Linked DNA regions of Mus musculus: region 2 is linked to region 1. A link is a contact called in public HiChIP or PLAC-seq data. All regions are on one chromosome and are shown on one strand. The core of a region is the stretch at or near the end of the contact, and the rest is flanking DNA. Distances in the headings are between cores, read along the strand shown. Region 1 holds the start of Ccdc157 (coiled-coil domain containing 157). Region 2 holds the start of Dbnl (drebrin-like).

The links. HiChIP or PLAC-seq counts read pairs in DNA pulled down with a chosen protein or histone mark.
Region 2: a contact with region 1 is called in a FOXA1 HiChIP or PLAC-seq map of pancreatic cancer cells. The contact joins the promoter of Dbnl here to the promoter of Ccdc157 in region 1. A contact is called at or near these places in 1 of 39 promoter capture datasets (pre-B cells) and 1 of 115 datasets of contacts at active chromatin or transcription factors (pancreatic cancer cells).

The regions. Positions count from the first base shown.
Region 1 is chr11:4,155,996-4,163,433 of GRCm38.p6, forward strand. Ccdc157 (coiled-coil domain containing 157) reads right to left here and starts at 4,298. Exons shown (of 12, transcript NM_001164620.1): 1 at 4,164-4,298. It overlaps Sf3a1 (splicing factor 3a, subunit 1), which reads left to right and starts at 4,359. Exons shown (of 16, transcript NM_026175.5): 1 at 4,359-4,555; 2 at 5,051-5,172. The coding sequence starts at 4,493.
Region 2 is chr11:5,784,245-5,791,682 of GRCm38.p6, forward strand. It overlaps Dbnl (drebrin-like), which reads left to right and starts at 4,239. Exons shown (of 13, transcript NM_001146309.1): 1 at 4,239-4,398. The coding sequence starts at 4,316. It overlaps Ube2d-ps (ubiquitin-conjugating enzyme E2D, pseudogene), which reads left to right. Exons shown (of 7, transcript NR_015577.1): 7 at 1-466.

The DNA of each region.
Region 1 (7,438 bases), core at 3,048-5,547:
AAAAATATTACTTCAACATGAACTCAGTATGAAATTAATATTTTCATACATTATGTTTTAATTTTTGAGACAGGGTCTCACTATGAAGTTCTGGCTGGCCTGGAACTCACTACATAGACCAAGCTGAACTTGAACTCATAGAGATCCACCTGCCTTTGCCTCCCGAGTGCTCGGATTAAAGGTGTGTATCACTATGCCTAGCTAGTCATTTTTTAATTAATTAATTTTATTTATATTTATTTACTTATTTGTATGTTGTTTGTGAGTGCCCATGGAGTCTTACAGGCTGGATCCCCCAGAGCTGATGTTACAGGCAGCTCAGCCACCTGACACAAGTGCTCAGAATTGAACTCAGGTTTGGCTGTCTGAATTAGCAATCCATGCTCTTAACTGCTGAGTTCTCTGTCCAGCCTGGCTTTTTTAAAAAGACAGTTTGGTGGTGAGCATGATGGCCCATGCCTTCAATTCTAGCTAGTTCAAGGCCAGCCTGGTTTACAATGTGAGTTTCAAACAGAGAAATCCTGTCTCACAAAACCAAAATCAAAACAGCAGTCTGCTTGGCTGGCCTGGACCTTGAGGAGGATGACTTCCAAGACTTTCAAGTTCCAATCCTTATGCCTGTACTTCCCAAGTGCTGCAATTAATTATAGGTGTGCACCACCATATCCTGCAGATGCTGGTGTCTGAACTCGGGCTTGTGCATGCTGGGTAAACACTGTGCTTACTGAGCTAGACCTCCCAGCCCTTTCACGTTTTCTTTAATATTTATTAAACCACCAAGTCAAGTGTTTATTTGAACCTCATGGTTCATATCAATTTGCACCAGAGACTATTTCAATTATGAAATATGAAATTTATAACTATTTTTTTGGTGATTTGAAACAATGTCTCTCTACATAGTCCTGGCTGTCCTGTAACTCACTATGTAGACCAGGCTGGCCTCAAACTCAGAGATCCACGGTCTCTGCCTGTCAAGTGCTGGGATTAAAGGTGTTTACTACCACACCTGGCCCTATTTCAAATCCTTGAAGGCCACTTGGGACTGGCTAGTGGTTAAAGTACAGCAAGAGGCTCAAATGCTTTGTGTTCATCAACAATAAGATGGAACATCTGCTACCTGCTAGGGTCAGGCAGGGCATGGTGACACAGGCCTGCAATCCTAGCACTTAGGAGGCTAAGGCAGGAGGAGTGCAAGTTCAAGGGCAGCCTGGGCTATATGTGAAACTGTGGAGGAGGGGAGAGAGATCCTTCAGGAACACTAAGTACATCTGAGTTTCCCTACAAGGAATAACACTCACATCCAAACAAACACACTGAACTCATATCTCCCATGCGTTGGCTTGGCAACTGCCTCTGGAGAGATAGTGCAGCCCAGGAGATTATGTCCCCAAGGAATGAAGTGGGGACAATGGGGAGAGCAACAATGAAAGGAAACATCCTGGAAAGGCCATGAAGGAAAGAAAGCAAGCAAGAAACCCCAGTCTGGGGAGAAGCAGATTCAGGAGGCAAAGCACTTTAAATTCCTGAGCCAAAAGTATTGATCTGTTTCCTGGGCCACCTTGGATACCAAATCCCATGACAGTCTGGGTCAAAACATCAAGAATATTCAAAAGTAAGCAGAAATTATGGATTGGCAGTAGAGCACTTGCTTGACGTATAAAGCCTTGGGTTAATCGTCAGCACCAGAAACATGAGCACACACAGAATATTCAAGGTTACTGTCTATTGATTCCTTTAAAAACAGAGAGTATGCTGCAGTATGCACAGGCAGATGCATAGTGTGGAAAGTGAAAGAGCCTATGACATGGACTTGCTCTGGGACCCCACAGGCGCTGGCTCTAATGGAACCGGCTTGATATGAGAGGGGCAGCAGCTAATAATGTTACCTGATGTTTCCTGATTCCCAAAGAAGGGTAGGAACCTTTCCTTCTCTCTGTTCAAACCTCAAGTCCCCCTTTCTCAAGCAACTGCTGCCACATCTGCAGTCCATGCCAGCCTGCCCACTGAGATTCAGTCACCACTAAGAAAACATTTTGAAACTCTAAAACCACCTACATGGCGATTTCCAGTCTCTGACTGTCTTACTTAATGCTTTACTGCTGTAAAGAGAAAACGTGACCAAGGCAACTCTTATAAGGATGATATTTAATTGGAGCTGGCTTACAGGTTCAGAGGTTCAGTCCAGTATCATCAAGGGAGGAGCATGGCAGAGTCTAGGCAGATGTGGGTTGGAGGAGCTTAGAGTTCCACTTCGTTTTCCAAAGGCAGCTGGCAGAAGACTGGCTTCCAAGGGGCTAGAAGGGGTAATAAAGCCCATACCCACAGTGGCACACCTAATCTAACAAGGCAGCACCTATTCCATCCAACAAGGCCACACATACCTCTTAATAGTGCCACTCCCTGGGCAAAGCATATACAAACCACCACATTCCACTCCCTGGCCCCCATAGGCTTGTTCAAACATATGAGGCTATGGGGGCCATACCTAAACACAGCATCATGCAAAATACATTTAGTCCAACATCAAAGGTTCCCATACTCTATAGCAGCCTCAGCAATGTTCAAAAAAATTCCAGGGGCTGGAGAGATGGCTCAGCGGTTAAGAGCACTGACTGCTCTTCAAGAGGTCCTGAGTTCAATTCTCAGCAACCACGTGGTGGCTCACAACCATCTGTAATGGGATCCAATGCCCTCTTCTGGTGTGTCTGAAGACAGTGCACTCATATAAATAAAAATAAATAAATAAAGTCTCTTCTAAGATTCAAGCAGTCTCTTAACTGTAATCCCATATAAAGTCAAAAATACTGGGACCAAAGCAAGACAGAAAACCAGCTGGGCAAACTCCAAAGTCCATGTCTCCACATCCAATGTCAAAGCGCTCTTCAGATCGTCAGCTCCTTTCATCCTTGCCGACTGCTGTTGGCAGATCTGGCAGTCAGCAGCAGCAGACTTCATTCTCCTGGGCTGGTCCCACTCCCTGCTAGCAGTTTTCCTTGGCAGGTATCTCATGACTCTGGCATCTCTAACATCTTGGGGTCTCCAAGGCAACTTCAACTTTACAGCTTCTTAATCTAACTTTTATTCCAATGTCTGGGATCCACACATGATCTTTTGGGGATCCTCTAAAGGGCTGGCATCACTTCTCCAGCTCTGCCCTCTGAAGCACTCTAGGCTCTGCTTGACTCCAGCCAACTGCTGCTGCTGTTCCTGGTTATCATCTTATCGTACTGGCATCTCCAATACACTGGGGTCTACCACTGCAACTAGGCTTCACCAAGAGCCTCTCATAGGCTCTCTTCATGGGGCAAGCCTCAACTCCTTTGCATGACCCCTTCAGTCCTGGGCCATCAACTGTAACTGTAACTGCACCTTCACCAATGGCCTTCCCTGGCCTCTCACGGTGCCAAGCCTCAGCTGCTCTTCATGACACCTTCATGCCTTCAAACTAATACTGCCTGGGTAACTCTTACACACTGCCAAGTACAGCTGCAGCAACAACCATGGCTATCTCTGGAACACAGCTTCTTTGTGCTCTCAGAAAACACTTCCCAGAAGATTTCACCTCAGTGATGCTGGTCTCGTCTTAATCACTAATTTCTTAGCTCCAGCTAACCAGCATCAACTGTCCCAGCAATCCCTTCTACTCTAGACTCTAAAGCCAGAGCCACACAGCCAAATTCTGCTTCCTGTGGCTGGAACCTGATCCCCTTTATTATCTTACCAGCTTTCTGTTTTTCAACTCCCTCACTGCCTAAGCTTGGCTATCCTGAAACTTGCTCAGGAAATTGACTTTGAACTCAGAGATCTGCATGGCTTTGTCTCTTGGGATTAAAGATATGTACCACTACGCCTGAATTATGCTTTTCTTCATCTAGAACTTGCTCTGTCCCAGGCTGGCCTTGAACTCAGATCTGCTTCGTTTTTTGTCTCCTGGAATTAAAGGTGTTAGCACCATGTCCTGGACTCTGTAAGGAGGGATGCAGAGGAGGTGGTGCTGAACCAAAAAATGGGGCTAAAGGTGTAGTAAGTGGGACTCTATGGCATCTTCAAAATGCCAGGCCAAACAGGAAAGAAACAGGGGCGAGGGGTGGGGCGCTGAGGGGGCGAGGAACCGGCCAGAGTCAGGAGGGAAGTTCAGAGTCAGAGGATGTGGAATGGCTTACCTGTCTCCGGCGTCGCAGCCTCAGCTCTGTGTCTGTCTGGCTCACAGAACTTCCTCCAGAGCGTCTGAGGCTCCGAGAATGCCTCGCAACTCTAAGTTGGGAGCCCAGGCCGCTGCCTTGGCAACGGCGTACCGCGCCACGGAGCAGGCGGGGCGGGGCTGGAAGTGCGAAACGGCGAGAGGGCGGGACCGGAAGTGCTCCCGCGGCTTCTCTCTCTGGGTCGCCGCCATCTTGTCATTGAGTTGGATACTTCGTGTGGTGATCTTTAATCTTGTCGTCGCACCGGTTGTCGCCACCGAGGTGGACTGGCAGCCCTGAGCGTCGCAGTCATGCAGGCCGGACCCGTGCAGGCGGTACCCCCGCCGCCGCCAGTAGCCACTGAGTCCAAACAGGTATCGTGCCCCGCGCTCCCTGCCTGCAGGCCTGCTGGAGGCCTCGTTCCTCCCCTCCGCGCGGGCGCTGTGGCACTGCTGCTGGAAGCTCAGGCCACCCCGAAGGACATGGAGGGACTGCAAGTCCCAGGAGTCAGCGCGCTGAGTTGCCTTCTGGTCTCGAAAAAGATATCCCTAGAACCGGACTTTTCAAAACCAGCATGCGGACCTGCACCCCCGGCTTCCTCTGGGGTCTTATGTGAACCACGAAGCCTCCATTCAAAAAGAGGAGAGCTAAGCAAATCATTCTTTCCCCTAGATTAGGAATGGCTGCGTAAATACAGTATGGCTAAGGAAACTTGCCCTGTTTTGTTTTTAACTGCGTCCTCGGATGCTAACCCAAGAGAGTCTGCAGTCTACAGGACAGACGTTCCTGTCAGTATCATGGAGCGTTTATGATAGCCTAATCCGAGCCGGGGACTTGAAGCCCTTACTACCTTTTCTCTGTTTTCACAGCCAATTGAAGAAGAAGCATCGTCAAAGGAGGATCCCACCCCTTCCAAGCCAGTGGTCGGCATTATTTACCCTCCCCCGGAGGTCAGGAACATCGTCGACAAGACTGCCAGTTTTGTGGCCAGGTAACAGCTGCTTCTGCACAGAGGGAACTTGTAGTATAAAGGTCTTTTAAAGCAGCACAGGGGCATCATGGGGAGTTCTAGAGGCTCTGGCTTAGACTCCTTACTTCTTCCAAAACCACAGGAGAGCAATGAGGTAGGTGATAGATAGGACTGGTATGGTTGACATACCACAACAGTAATCGCAGTGAAAGCCATGCCTAGCTGTGTAGTCACTAGGAGTTTCTGCTTCCAAAACAAGTCTGTGGAAATTCCTGGTAGCTTCTTTGTGGCTGCTGATGTGCATATGCTGTGTTAACCTGAAGAAAGAAAAAGAAGAGTTGATTATTCTCATTGTGAAAGGACGACTTTCCCAGAGCCTCAGCTGAATCCAGAGCAAGCTGTTCAGCATGTTAGCTAGTTTCCAGGCAAGGTGAACATTGGTCAGGATTCCTCAACCTCCTCATCCCACATACTTCTGCACCCTTGGATGGAATCTTCTAAGGGCCACTTGACTTCCAACGGTCAACACATCTCCTGGCTTAGGGCACTTATAGAGTATTCTTTTGGCAGCCAGCATCATTATCCAGTCTGCAGATGTTTAGTTTGTCCTTAGAATCCTTAAAAGAGAAAAATCCTATTACCACACTTAGAAATGAGGTGATTTCACAGTCAGTCTGAATTTCTGGCTTTTCCTGAACCAGGCTGCTTCTTACATGGCAGAGCTTCTTGGCCTTGAAGTGTGTACAGGACGTGTGTTGTCCAGGACCCACACTTTGTCACTCCCTTTAGCGAGCATCCCTACCACCTTGAATCATTTAATACTGTTTTGTTCCCACCTTCCTAATGAAGTGACACATCAAAAGAGATTCTGATTGGTAAATTGTACTGTGCACACCGTGAGAGTTCAGATCACTTTGCAGACTTTAATTAATTTGGATTTTCACTGAAAAGATGCCTCACGATAGGGCATTGAGTGTTGTGTGTGATTGGCTAATATTTAATAATAACCCTAATGCCTTCCCCCCTCTCTCCTGTGATGCTAATAATTGGGGAAAGGCTGTTGCATAATGAAGAAGAGCAATCTTACTGTGAGGACAACCCCTGTCAGCTGTTGTCACCATTAGCTGTTTCCTTCTGACCATGGCATCCTTTTTAGATACAGTAATAGCAACACAAGTACTGTCATGTCTTGATTTTCTTTGCATGCTAAATTGGAAACATTTCCTAATTTTTAGTTTCCCTCATGCTGCATGCTTTCTATGGAAAGGTTGCAGTGTCCAGGCTATGTGTTTTCTTTTGAGACGGTTTCCAGTGTTTCCACTTGGTCAGTGAAGCTGTAAGAGGAGTTTGCACACTGTCTTTCCCTTATAGAAGGCTTCTTCTTTTTTGTTGTTGTTGTTGTGTTTGTTTGTTTGTTTGTTTGTTTTTCAAGACAGGGTTTCTCTGTGTAGCCCTGGCTGTCCTGGAACTCATTCTATAGACCAGGCTGGCCTCGAACTCAGAAATCCGCCTGCCTCTGCCTCCTGAGTGCTGGGATTAAAGGCGTGTGCCACCATGCCCGGCTAGAAGTTTTCTTTAGAAGGAACTCTGTGTGAAACAGTAACGGCTAAGAGAGCATTGAAAGCTTCAGGGATTGGGGAGACACCTCAGTTCAGTCAGGTGTTGAGTACAAGAACTTGAGTTTGGATCCCATGGTGTATATTCCATGGATACCCATGTTAAAGCGAGATTGAGCAGTGGCTACGTCTGGTAACCTCAGTACTGGGAAATAGAGACACAGATTCCTGGAGCAAATTGCTATGCTTCATATTCAATGAGAGAGCTTTTGTCCTTTGCCTCAAAAACTAAGGTGGGGCCAGTGTATTCATGTACTCTGAAGGTAGGAGCAAGTTGATCTCTATGTTTGGGGCCACCCTGGTCTTCATAGCATTTCAGGTGAGCTGGAGATGCATGGACCCTATCTGAAATAAATATTCAGATAAATCTAAATAAAATAAGGCAGGGAATGATTGAAGAAGACAATGGACATCAGCCTCTGTACAGGTGCACACAAGCATGCACTTAGAAACATCTCAAGCAGTTTTCCCGAGTAGCTTCCTATAATTATGTTATCCTGCTGTCACAGCCAAAAATAAATAAATAAATAAATAAATAAAATAATAATAAAAAAACACAACTAAATTCTCTTAAAAATAAATACTCATTACTGGGCATGGCATGATACATACCTGTAATCTTGGTGCTAGAAAGGACTATTGGAAGGTAGAGACTAGCCTTGTAACACAGT
Region 2 (7,438 bases), core at 2,989-5,488, 1.6 Mb after region 1:
ACTACTCACTGTGACACTCTAGAGGGGCCCAGTCTGCCCCCTGACCACCTGCCCTTTGCCTTTAGAGCACAGTGATTTCCTAGGGGCCCAGACAGAGTGGGCTCTCTTCATACTTTGTCTGCCACAGAACCATGTCCTAAGGAGTGCCACTATGTCCTGGAGGCTCCTAGAAATTGGAACAGCCTCCCCTGAAAGCCATCTTCCGCCACGTTCCTCCATAGTGCTCCATGCTGCAAACAGCAAGCGAGGAGCATTGGGGCATTTAAAGCACATAACACCCAAGGAAGAATGGGATTCTCAGACAAGGGGAGATTCGGGTTATGCTTGTGTATGTAATGAGGCTTCCTCTACCGTCTTCCCACTGGAAACTTAACGTGAAATTCAAGCATAAGCCATTCACAAACTGGAACACAAGGAAGGAATGGGACTTTAAATGGTAATAAAAATGGTCATTCCTTCAGAAGTGACAATTGACATTTAAGTTTCCTTTTTTTCTCTTAGAAGAAAATAAACATAACAGGTCCTTTTTTTTTTTTTTTTTTTTTTTAAGATTTAGTTTGGGCTGGTGAGATGGCTCAGTGGGTAAGAGCACCCGACTGCTCTTCCGAAGGTCCGGAGTTCAAATCCCAGCAACCACATGGTGGCTCATAACCATCCCTAACGAGATCTGACTCCCTCTTCTGGAGTGTCTGAAGACAGCTACAGTGTACTTACATATAATCAATAAATAAATCTTAAAAAAAAAAGATTTAGTTATTTATGTATATGAGCACACTGTAGCTATCTAGTCCCTACTTACCAGGTTCTTTAGAGATGTGATTAGTCTTTAACTACTTGGCTTCTTCTGTTGGCTTTCTGGTGAAGCACACAGCTTAAGAGTTCAAAGCTTTGAGATTAATTACCAAGGAAAACATAAGAGTGAGTGTATCTGTGAGTGTAAAAGAATTGCTTTTTTGAAAGGATTTTTATGTAGCCCGAGTAGGTCTTGAATCCTCTTGTTTTAAGTCTTCTGGCTAGGAAAGAAATTTCTAGAAAGGACTACAGAAAGGGAGGAGATCCAAAGAGTCTCCACAGAGGGTCATCGCCGTCGTCTTGTTTTTTACATGAGCTCTTACAACATAGTCCAGGCTGGCCATACCAAGAGAGAACAGGTATACCCATAACACCTTAACTTAGTCTTCTGATTTGATTTTAATGCTGGTTTATTCCCAGGGAATAGTGATTGGTGAATCAGAAAGTGGAGAGAAGAGAAAACTGCCACTAAAAGACTAGATAAGGCGTTTGAGAGCAAGGAGAAAGAAGTCCGCAGATCTAACACTTGAGAATCAGCCAAAGGAGATTGGTTTGCTTTAAAAGCACTCAGCTGGGCATGGTTATGCATACCTAGAACCTCAGTATGCAGGAGGAAGTGGAGGAAGGAGGTTCAAGGCCAGCCTCAGCCACATACGACTGTCCACAATAGAAGTTAGCCAGTGCCCGGGAGAGTACTGGTCTCAGCACTTCAGCAATGTCCTATATTTGCACACATTTAAGATGTCCTTACCACAGTCTCTTTGGGGGCTTAGTCTTTGTTCCTTGCTTCTCAGCCTATTGAGAGTTACTCTTTACATTTCTGCTTTTTAAGATTTTCTACTGAAGTGTTCTGCAAAGCTGTTACAACATGCTCCCTCCCAAGTTGCAACACCATGTGTTATGTGAAGTCATATACTTGAGCTTGGCAGCACACAGCACTTTGTAGATAATAACCTAGCCAGGAAATGGGCAGTTTCACATTAGAGGCCAGCAGAGGGGAAAGGCCTGGTCCAATATGGTATATTAGTGCTATAAGCATCCATACTTAAATCTTTCAAGCATTGTAGTTTATAACTCCACACAATCTCCAAGCCAGTCCTTGCTACTGGAGAATAAGTAGGAGGAAGAGTAAAAATTGGGCCCTCTGGTGTCCCAGTGTAAATTTTCTATAATTGACTGCATAGCTAAAATGAGCTTGTATACCAGCTAGACCATTTGCACAGTCTGTGCTCAGGCAAATCCTTTGGGTTCTCTGCCACTGAGAAGGGAGGGCCACCTACATCATGTTCCCCGGGCTCTGGTCAACCTAGGGGAAAGATTCTTGAGTCAAAAGTCTTATTTTGAAAATAAGCCATTGTGTGGGTGGTCCGTGCCACCCACATATGTATATATTATACTTCCAAGCCCAGTCCTAGGTCAGTAACTGAACAGCAAGCAGATCTGTAAAGATAACTGTGGGGTAATGTGACCTTTTTTCCCCTGGGTGGACCCTAGAGATCAGAGAGATGCATGGGGTTAAGTTGGTGGTTCTTCACGTTTGAGTCGCATATCAGATATCCTATATATCAGATATGTACAGTGCCATTCATAACAGTAGCAACATTGCAGTTATGAAGTAGCAATGAGATAATTTTAATGGATGGTGGACACAACATGAGAAACTATTAACGAGTCACAGCATTAGGAAAGTGGAGAACACTGGTTTAAGTGATCTGTGACAAATAAATGACTGTTGGGGCTGTGGGGATGGCTCAGTGGGAAAGTGCACTTTTCGCACAAGCTTGAAGACCTGAGTTCAAACACCCAGCAACTGCTTCAAGAGCTGGGTTTGGCTCTGTATATAGCATCAGTACTGTGGAGCGGCGGAGACAGGAGGATCACTGTGGTTTGCTGCCTACCAGCCTAGCTCCAGGCTCAGTAAGAGACCTGCCTCTAAGGAATAGGGTGGATAATGAAAGAGCAGGATACTTGACACTGTCCTCTGGCCTCCAACAGCACAGTAGTATGCATCTACCCTGGCCCATGTGCATATACCACACACATAATAACCTCTCTTGGAAGATTTGGGCTTGCTAGATGGAGCTGAAGTTTCTTCTTGTTTTTGTTTGTTTTCGGAACAGGGTTTCTCTGTATAGTTCTGGCTGTCCCTGGAACTCACCCTGTAGACCAGGCTGGCCTTAAACTCAGAAATCCAACTGCTTCTGCCTCCCAAATGCTGGGACTAAAGGCGTGCGCCACCACTGCCCAGCCAGAAGTTTCTTTTTTAATACTTTTTTGAGAGAGGGACTCACTTATAGCCAGTAATCCACTATGTAGACCAGGCTGGACTCAAACTCAGAGATCTATCTGCCTTTGCTTCCCAGGTTCAGGGATTGAAGTCATGTGCCACCACACCCATCTTATTTTTATATTGTGTGATTGTTTAAGTGCACCATGGCCATACCTAGTCCCAGCAGAGACTAGATGAGGGCTAGGGCTGGAGTTACAGAGGGTTGTGAGCTGCCACATAGGTGCTAGGAATCAATCCTGGATCCCCTGGAAGAGCAGTCAGTGCTCTTAACCACCAAGCCATCTCTCCAGCCCCTCCACCCCTTTTTTTGTCTTTGAGATAGGCTGGAACTCAACTATGTAGACCAGGCTTGCCTCTGCCTCCCCAGTGCTGAGATTAAATACACGAACAACACTTCCAGCCCCATTCTTGCAACATTTTAAATGTAACTTCGACCCCCACTGTTCTAGTTTCATTTCTGTTGCTGTGATAAAATGCCCTAGCTAAAAGCAGTTTAGAGAAGTAAGGGTTCGTTTTAGTTTACGACAACAGAGTATGGTCTCTCATAGGGACGTTCAGGCAACTGTCTGGAAATAGAAGTGAAGCACAAAGCAGGTTCTCTTCATTACCCCACTATCACATCAAATATTTCATTTTACTTTATTTAGAAGATCTAGGCAATGCCCAGGCCGGGCTAGAACTCAAGCTTCTGCCTCTGCCAGTTGCGCGCTAGGATCACAGGCTTGTACCTCTACGCCTAACACAGCAGATTCATGTTTTTTTCCTTTTCTTCTTTGGTTTTTCCAAACAGGGCTTCTCTGCCTAGCCCTCGCCATCCTGGAACTTGCGCTGTACACCGGGCTAGGCTGGGGTTGAAGGCGTAGCCATCATGTCCGACTATCAGATGAAATTTCCGAGGCGCCTGCGCGCATACAGCTTGCTCTTAAACAAAATACATTAACTAATGAGAGACGAACCAGCGTGAAGCTCTAAATCGAGCCCACGCCCTGCAGATGCGGACGAACGAGGACCTACGGGCAGGCCCGCCTCTCGTGGATCTTCATTCACCAGCACCCCGCCTCAACTTTACCCTCAGCCTAGCTCGCCTTCTCTCCACTTCCGCTTCCGGCCTCTTGGGCGCGGCTTCTGCACGTCAGAGGCGAGGCTTCCGGCCTCCGGGGCGGGGCTTCCGGCCGTCACTGGAGGCCGGCAGAAAGCTGAAGCTGCTGCATCGCGGGGACCGTGGGGCGTGCCATGGCGGTGAACCTGAGCCGGAACGGGCCGGCGCTGCAGGAGGCCTACGTGCGCGTAGTCACCGAGAAATCCCCGACCGACTGGTAGGCAGCAAGGCGGGGCCGGAGAGGCGCCAGAGCGGGAAGGTGGAGGTCGCGGCGTAGCCGTAGTATTGCAGGATCACCTGTCCACCTTCCTGAAGCCTAGCGAGATGCTACCCCACCCTCGCCACCGCCGTCCCCCCGGCGAGTACCCCCGGGCCTCTCCCCTGCCACCTAGTGGTCGGTCGGCTCTGCCCTGAAGATCTCTGCCTGGTTGTGCTTTCTGCTTTCCGCCAGGCTCTGCGTTTCTGGGACCTCACTGGACAAAGGGGTCCCGCGCAGTTCCCCAACTCCCTGGAAGGCGGAAACCACGTCTTCTAAACCCTGAGTTCAGGAAGAGACCTTGAAAGCGGCGTGAGCAGTGGGTTGAGGTCATGAGCTCACACAGGGCTCAGTCAAGGATGTCACAGGTCTGGGTCCCTGATTCTGGGACTGAAAATGGGATCCTGTCACCTGTTTGAGAAAAGGCTCCATCCTTCCTTCACCACCCCAGGAGCCATTACAGTACTGTGAACTAGATCTGAAGTTTCTGGAGTGGCCCTGCTGAGCCCTCTTAGGTTTCTGCTACATGCATACCAGTCTATAGTAATTCTCTTTCACTTTCCGTTTACTTAACATGCTTCCGTTAGCCAGTTTTTAGTGCTTCAGTTTCTCAGACATCTGATGAGTATGGCAGGTGGACAAATTCTGGGGAACACAAACTGGACTTTGGAGTTCTGGTGGGGCCACCACTACCCTGTGGTCAGCACTGAGGGGCGCTATACTGAGTTTGCCTGTGTTGAGTCTTCCCTGGAGACTTCCCCTATTGCAGAACTCTGGCCAATCATCTCTTCTGTTCTACTGTGTTGTCTCTCCTCTTTATCTTTTGGCCCTCTAGTCGTCTCAGAACCATCACTGTTTGGGGAATACCTCACAACCTAGCTAGCAGTGCCCTTCACCCATGCTTATAACTCTTCACTGACCTTGCTTGCTTTGCTTGCTTGCTTGCTTTTGAGACTGTGTAGCTCTGGCTGGCCTGGAACTCACTGTGTAGACCAGGTTGGCCACGATCTCACCTGTGTCTGTCTCCCGAGCACACATTGAGCCTCCTACTAGAATCATCTGCTCCACCTTGGTCTGACATTGTCCTGCCTCATCCACCCATTGTTCCTTCTGAGGGTGCAGATCTTGCTCTTTCCCCATACACTGTTCATCTGCCCCAGCAGCCATGCTACTGCCCAGCTTCCTACAGTACTGTATGCAGACGGTGCTGCCACTCCAGTTGAACGAGCCTCTGGCCTCCACCCTCACTGTCACAGCCATTTCAGTAGTCACTCAGCAAGATTTTTGTGGCAGGTCCCCACTCGCTAGCTGAGAGAATATCTGGGCCATCTTAACTTCCCTGCCCATAAATGCAGTGTCTTCCTGTTGCACTTTAGTAAAGCCCAGACTCTTACCCTGTCTGCCCTGGTTCCTGTTGCCCCTCCTGCTTACTACTCTGGCCACACCTGTTGACCACCCTTGTACCAAAGTCTTTCTCTTCCTCAAAACTGCAAGCTAGTTCCTCATCAAACAGAACCTCTGATCTTGCTGCTTCCCCTGCATGGAACATACATATACATCATCTTGATTGCTTCTTGTCCTTTATGTCTCTATGCTAGGGTTGTCTTCTCAGAGAGTCCTCCTAAATTCCTAGTACATGGGCCACATGCATGCCTTCAGAGGCCAGAAAAGACTGTGGAGTTCCCTGAGACTAAAGTGATAGTCACTTTGTCCTCTCTCCTAGTTTCATTTCTTTGTGATACAAATAAGAAACATGCTGGGAACCCTCATGGACTCTGTGTGTGTGTGTGTGTGTGTGTGTGTGTGTGTGTGTGTGTGTGTGTGTTTGTGTGTGTGTGTGTGCTTTTTCTCTTCCCTAACATGGTCAGGTAGACCCTTGTGCCTAGCTGTCATATGTTTTGATGGATGGATTAAGCCATGCAGAAAAAGAGACTGTCAAAAAGAGGTAGTCTTCAATTTGGTAGCCAAAAAAGGTCACACACACAGAGCTGGTACCGTGACACTGTAGACCAGAGCCATAGCTTTAGTTTCTCTCATCTATAATCTAGCTTCAGCCTCCTCCCTGAAGAGCCTGGCATGACCTGTGCTTATCTGGTTCCTATTACACTCTGTGTACACTGTACATTAGCATCAGGTGTAGGGAAGTTAAGCTCCATGGGTCGGACCTTTTAGGAATTGTTCATAGCTGCAGTCCAGTCAGCATACACGTACCAGGCGTTGTTCACACTGATTTAAAAGAAGAGGTGAGAGTTCTATTGAAGGTAAGAAAAAAAATCTCTGAACTGGAAATTTTATTTGGGGCGATATGTGTATTGTGCATGTGTGCGTGTTCATGTGCAGATGCACTCACAGGACACACAGGTGCAAGGCGCCAGTAGATGGAAAAAAAGCCACTGGACAACTATCCATTAGAGCCTTGGTGGCTCTGTGGTCTTCACTGGAACTCAGTGTTGTCATTGTCTACTTTCTGTTGCTATATCTGCCTGGTAAAGTGCATGTTTGCAGGAGAATCTCAAGACAGGAAGCCCTGCTGTCTACCCTCAGGCTATGAAGGCAGGGCTGATACCCACCCAGGAGTCCCCAGTGCACCTTTCTCCCTCCTGCTTCTACGTTAGGTGTTTGGATTCAGGAATATGAAGACATCTTTTGCCTTTTGAAATTTATGTGCCTGAAAGCCAGCTGAGTGTTTTATTCACTAGTGTGTAGAAAGAACACATAACCCTCCCACTTTTATCCTCCCCTAAGTATATGTTCATATGTCCTTCCCCAGTCCCAGTGGCTTTCTTTCTTTTTTTTTTGTTTTTTTTTTTTTTGTTTTGTTTTTCGAGACAAAGTTTCTCTGTGTAGCCCTGGCTGTCCTGGAACTCACTTTGTAGACCAGGCTGGCCTCAAACTCAGAAATCCACCTGCCTCTGCCTCCCAAGTGCTGGGATTAAAGGCGTGCGCCACCACTGCCTGGCTCCCAGTGGCTTTCTTATACTAAGTCCTGTGCTATCCTCAG